Linked DNA regions of Sus scrofa: region 1 is linked to region 2. A link is a contact called in public promoter capture Hi-C data. All regions are on one chromosome and are shown on one strand. The core of a region is the stretch at or near the end of the contact, and the rest is flanking DNA. Distances in the headings are between cores, read along the strand shown. Region 1 holds the start of STRADA (STE20-related kinase adapter protein alpha). Region 2 holds the start of TEX2 (testis-expressed protein 2).

Evidence for each region. Promoter capture Hi-C pulls out the DNA fragments that hold promoters and counts their contacts.
Region 1: a promoter capture Hi-C map of liver shows a contact between it and region 2, with 2.2 times the contacts expected there. The contact joins the promoter of STRADA here to the promoter of TEX2 in region 2. A contact is called at or near these places in 1 of 5 promoter capture datasets (liver) and 1 of 2 datasets of contacts at active chromatin or transcription factors (alveolar macrophages).

Annotation. Positions count from the first base shown.
Region 1 is chr12:15,190,333-15,193,560 of Sscrofa11.1, forward strand. STRADA (STE20-related kinase adapter protein alpha) reads left to right here and starts at 1,461. Exons shown (of 11, transcript XM_021066785.1): 1 at 1,461-1,589.
Region 2 is chr12:14,762,819-14,765,830 of Sscrofa11.1, forward strand. TEX2 (testis-expressed protein 2) reads left to right here and starts at 1,636. Exons shown (of 15, transcript XM_021066767.1): 1 at 1,636-1,774.

The DNA of each region.
Region 1 (3,228 bases), core at 211-2,710, 430 kb after region 2:
GGCTGCATCAAGTTTGGCACTGGGAGTTCCCGTTGTGGTGCAGCGAAAACGAATATGACTAGGAATGATGAGGTTGTGGGTTCTGTCCATGGCTTCCATCAGTGGGTTAAGGATTCCGAGTTGCCCTGAACTATGGCGTAGGCTGCAGACGCGTGGCTCAGATCCTGCATTGTTGTGACTGTGGTGTACGCCAGCAGCTGCAGCTCCGATTTGATCCCTAGCCTGGGAATCTCCGAGTGCCACAGGTGTGGCCCTAAAAAAAGGCAAAAAAAAAAATGTTTGTCATCTTTTCAGGCACTGACTCCTCTAATACCCTTGATTCTAAAGACAACAGGTGAAGAAGGTCTTTTGAAAAGAACATTGCAGGGCAGCTCAGGTCCTTGGTGTGGCATGAGCTTGATCCCTAGCCTGGGAACTTCCATATGCCGTGGGCAAGACCAAACAAATGGAAAACATTGCAGGGAATTTTACTTCAATTTCTGCTACTGTCTTGCTTTGTAAATTTGCCAAGTCTGCTGCTGAAAAAAAAGTTATCTTATTTGACAGAGAATAGTGAGGATACTGCTTTGGAATGTTATAAAGCACTAGATGAGATCAAAGTGATGTGGGTAAAATTTAGTGAGACGCTGAGATGCACTGGCAAAGTTCACATTTCAGTTTCGCTGCACATTTCCGACAGCCCCTGTTTGAAGGTAGCTGAACTTCTCCCCCATCTTGGAAGTTAGACCAGCATGAATGTGTGCCAAGGGTCATAGCTGGTAGGGGTGAGTGTTCATTACTTGAGGGAGTATGTCCATTTTGGGATCCACCCCACCCCCACCAGCGTGGGCGGAGTCACTAAAAAAAGTCTCACAGAAGGAGTCTTGCTCCATCATTTATTGCTTCATCCTTTCTCAAGAGCTGCATGCCTCTGCTTAGGCTAGCTTCCCCACCAAGGCGAACCTGACACGTTTCTGCAGACAGAGTTGTGGGTCAAAGGATCCAGAACCGGGAGTTCCCTGGTGGCTTAGCGGGGTTGAGGATCAAGCCTTGTCACTGCTGTGACTCTGGTTACAGCTGTGGCGCGAGTTCCTTTTCTGCCTCGGGAACTTCCGCATGCCCCGGGCACCACCAAAAAAACAAACAAACCAAAAAACCTTGTACAAAGGATCCAGGACAAAGATCCAGAGGGGGGAATAAAGATAGTTCTCATTGGTTCAGGTATTTTCCTCCTTTTACAGATAAGGAATCTGTGCCACAGAGAGAGGATGGCTTTCCCCTTTGAAGCCTGTCAATCCGGTGCCCCGGAGGCCAAAGTGAAGGGCCTTTGAGAGTATGAGGCTGTTTTTTCCACTAAAATCCCATCACACGAAAGGAAAGGCACCCAAAAAAAGTACTCAAAGTAGCCAAATCAGCAGCCAGTGTTGCCGTGCCTTACTCTAGCTCCCTTGACTCTTGATTGTTGAAATCATCCCACTTCCTTCCTGCAGCGCGACGGAAGCTCTGGCAGCCCTTTTCGGACCCCGAGCCGACACCGACGACAAGCTAGGTCTTTGGCTTCCACACACGGGAGAAACGGGTCCCTTCTGCTGGAGGCCGAAAGCCCTCAGGTATGCGCTGCGCGTAAAAAGGTTAACTCAGAACTGGAGAACCGCTTTCCGCGGGGCGCGGCTGAGGACCCTCCGCACGGCAGCCACGCGGGACTCAGGCAGAACTGCCCCCACTTGCGGCGCCCCGGGGCGGGGCTTCCTCTCCCGCGCTGGTGGGGCGGGGCAACGAGGAGCTTCCTCGCTCCTCCTCGCCCCGCCTAGAGGAGCAGGGACCGGGCTCCCTCGCTCCTTGGAGTGATTGGGCGGGGCCTCCTGTCCAGCTCCGGGGTGGGGCCGAGGCAGGGCGGAGCTCTCTACCAGCCCTCCCCGGGTCCCTCTACTGCGCATGGCACGTTGCGTACCTCCTCCCAGCAACCGGCCCGGCGGCAGCGCGGCGGTAAACTAAGGAGGCGGAGCTGAGACTGGGTCGGGACTGCTTGCTTACTCCAGGACCAGGTACCGGGCTGGCGGGACCGCCTGGTGCGCTCCAGGGATCAGTCGTTCCTCGCTCTGATGCCAATTACATCTTCTCAGGGGCACCCTCTTTCAGAGCGGCCATCCCGAGCACCCTCTCGCCCTTCACGGGCCCCTTTTCACCCGAATCCTTCTCGGTTCCCGCAGTGAGGGGCTGCAGCCGGAGAGCAGAATAGGCTTGGGCCAGGCCCAGACACACCCGAGTGGAGTTTCCGGGCAGAAGAGGCGAGCGTGCTTTCCCTCCCTTCTCCCCTGATTTTCAGGTGGGAAACCTGCGGCCCAGGTGGCGGTTTGTCTTGATGAAGCTAAGAGGCGGCGGCGTATCCTAGTGCTGCACTCTCCCCGAAACCCCCCCCCCCGCGTCCCCGGTCCCGCATCCCCATCTCATCCCAGGCTAGGTAGGTCAGGTCCTTGTTAGGAAAGAGTATTCCCTGAATCAACCTAAGTAGAGCTTCTAATTGTCTTGCTTTTCAAAATGTTTAAGCGCCCACAGTCGATTTGGGGTGTGGGTGGGTAAGTGAGCGCGAGAGAAGGGGAGTGGTGAAATAAAATTGTTCACGTTTTCTGGAAATAGGGAACTTCTCTGCTAGGAGAAGTGCCAAGATATCCTAGCATATTCTAACTTGATTTTTACCAAGAGAGGAAAAGCTGTTCGAATTGGTCCTTTTCTTATTGAAATATCTGTTGGAGTAGAACCGTATTCCAGTATGTATTTGTGGCATTAAGACAGTTTTTCATCGACTGACTGGTGTTTTTCTTTGGCGTCCCCCCCTCAAGACTATTTCTCCTCCCTGAGAGTTGAAGAAACTAAATCTTTTCTGATTATCTGCCTCAGGCCAGGAGCCTATTCACCCATAAGTACTGAACTGGTTATATCTCTTCCTCCCCACCCTTGAACTAGGTTTCTTAGAGGTATTGTGGCTCAAATGCATTGTGTATAGTTGTAATCCCAGACATGGAGGAAGTTTAGAAAACCAGTGATGAAAATAGGGGAAAGGGAAAAAACTAAATCAAGAAAAGGAATTCTTTCTACACTGTTTGGCATCTGGTCAGCACCATTGTCAAATCAGGTGATGGCTTTTCAGTCATCATATCTTGGCACACACAGACTCGACACTTCTCCCGTGTTATCACTCACAGTTTCTAGAGCACAGGCTTTGGAACAAACCTGTTGAGTTCTCTACCA
Region 2 (3,012 bases), core at 386-2,885:
CACGCCCCACCCCCACTCCAGGTGGAAGTTTTAAGATGTGGCCAAGAAAAGCTTTGGGCTGTTTCTTTCTTTCTTTCTTTTTTTTTTTTTTTTTTTTTCTGGATCTTTTCTAGGGCTGCACCTGCGGAATATGGAGGTTCCTGAGCTAGGGGTCTAATCGGAGCTGTAGCTGCCAGCTTTCTCCAGAGCCACAGCAACACAGGATCCAAGCCGCATCTGCGACCTACACCACAGCGCATGGCAACGCCGGATCCTTAACCCACTGAGCGACACCAGGGATGGAACCTGAAACCTCATGATTCCTAGTTGGATTCGTTAGCCACTGAGCCACGTCAGGAACTCCTGTTTCTCTATTAATTAACTGTCTATGTTGCACATTTCCAGATTTCCACAACTGGAGCCCTCTCCATTTCAAACAAGGATTCCTTTTTCTTTGGGAAGGCCAAGGGGAAGCAAATGGTGATCCCAGGCAGTGATGTCTGCAACCCAGAGACTTCATCCCGATGAGGCTAACTCATGTGTGTGTGTGGAGCTGTTGCTGGTGAACACAGCATTCATCAGATATCAGAGCAAAAAAAAGGGGGGTTGTTGTTCAATTTGCGGGTTCTGGTGGAAGAGCTGACTTTCAAGTTCAGATCATGACTTCTGGGTCAGATGTATGTCTGGGACATGGGGATGGGGAGAGGAATGTGTCTGGGAGGGTGAGCAGGGCTTGATGGTGTGGGAGTCAAGTTCCAGAAGGGCAAGGGTTATAACTGGGCCTGGTGATGGCAACGAGGAAGGGTGTGTTTGCCCTTAAAGCATTTAAGCATTGTCTCATGAGTCAGAGAACAAGACCGGCTAGTTGCTTCATTCCCGCCCCGTGCCCTTCAAGTTCAGGTCTTAGTATGACCCATTCACGGAATGTTCTGAGTTTCTCAGTAGGCAGCCTCCAGCCCAGCAAGTTTCCTAAACATATATTATTGATCTTCAGAATGAAAACAACAAAAAAAAAGAGGTTATCTTTATTTGTGGCAGTTGAAGCAGAATTTCATTACAGTGATGGACTGTGAAATATATATCTGAGTGTGGCTATTGTACCACCTACATCAGAATCACCGCGGGGGAGGGATGTTGAGAAATGTATACTTTCCCCAGTTCCATTCCAGACACAGGGAATGTCTGTTAGAAATCCTGCAGGGTGAGGCGAATATCTGGGATTGCACGGGAACAGATGTGTCTGACAGCACTCTAAACCTCAAATTAGAGTCCATTTGCCAAGCGGGAGACCCTTGCTTCTCCGAGCCTCAGTTTCTTCTTCTGACAGAGGCAGGTTCTATCTCTACTTGTTGCTAGGTTGCAGGAGGAGGAAATTAATAAGTACAAAGTGCTGATAAGAGCCGGGCTGCTGGCCTGGGAGAGAAGAGAAGCTCTTACCCCTCCACTCCAGGCTCTTCCAGGTAACGCCGCCGCAGTCCCTCTCCCGGGCCTCGTGGACGGCGGCCCCTTTAACAGGCCTGACCAATCGCCCGCCCATTTCCGCGGCTGCTCCTCGGCGCGCGGGTAGGGGCTGGATTGGCCGGGCCTGGCGCGCGGCCTGCTCCGCCCCCGCCGCCCTCTGGTTGGAGGCGACGGCCGCGGGCGCGGGGCGGATCCGCCGGCGGGGCGGGGCGGCCGGTGCCCCGGGGCGGGCGGGCGGCCGGACGGCTGCGGGAGCCCGAGCCGAAGCCGGAGCCGAGGCGGCCGTGGAGTACGGGCGCCGGCGCACTACAATGAGGCAGCCAGTGGATCCAGGGTGAGCGTGCTCGGGGCCAGGCGGGGCGGTGGAGGGACCGCCCGCTGAGAAGGCCTGGGTTGGGTGGCTCCGGCTTCACTGGGTCCAGCGTGCGGCCCGGGGCTGGCGGCCGTTAGTGCGGCGGGGCGCGGGGGTCCGGCTCCTCAGGAACCCACTGTCACGGTTTGGGTGTTGACGGGGACGCCCACTCGCGACGCCCTCGGGCGCACCCTTCTTCCCTTTGGGGCGGTGTGGGGCGGTCTGGGCTTGACCCCGCTGGAGGTGTGAGCTGGCGGGTCGCTGTAGCATGCCGTCCGCTGGCTCCGGACTCGGCCCCGGCCGGGGAGGACTGCCCACATGCAAACTAAGGGAAAACGGCTTGTAATTTTATGAATGGGGCCCCGCGTTCCTGCCGCCCCCCGCGCCATCGTCGCGAAATGCCTGAAAGTCGAGAACCATAGTTACTTTTACGCGGATCCTTCAGAGGCTGGCTGCGCCTCGGGTTGTTTTTCCTCTAACTCCTGGAAATCGCGGGTGGCGGTGGGTGGTTTGCGTGCCTTAGACCTGAGGCGGCGGCGTCCCGAAAGCCGAGGGTTTGGAAGGTTAACAAGTGACATTGGGCTGAGGCCTAACGCCAGGTGCCCTGCCCGGGAGCGCGGGTGTGACGGCGTAGGCTGTGCTGCTGGCGAGCTCACGAATGCAACCGTGGGGCCGGAGATGGACTGGACCGCCGGCTTCACTTGCACCACGCACGCTGCCTAGAATGCATGGCTGACGCGGGAGTCGGTGCAGGGGAGTTTTCCCCTTTCAAAAATGGTTTTTGGAAAACTTAGCCCATCGGTGGGTTGATGGTTACTTAAACCATCGGTTGTTATGGTTACACGGCATCCAGTATAAGGGCAGAGTCTGTTTCCACCCTCGCTCTTCCTCCAAGGCTATGAAGTACTTTGTCACTAGGTTTTAATAGACGCTGCCCAAGGAGGGCATACTTTTTCAGAGTTAGAGGAAAAGCGTGGGCTCCCTGAAGGTAGGGGGAGGTGCCATATTCATGTTTGAAGTTCTAGGTCTTGACACCATGGCTTCTCTGCCCAAGAACTGAAAAGAACCAGCCTTTCCGCACGGTTTGGTGATTTTCATCAAAGGATTTAAAGGAGTCCTTTCAGGAGCCTGATGTAAGCTGGAAGGGAAACGAGTGACTTTTATGTGGAAACCAAAAAGGAACAACAGAGGGGCAGATGATCCTTGAATTCTAGGATAGG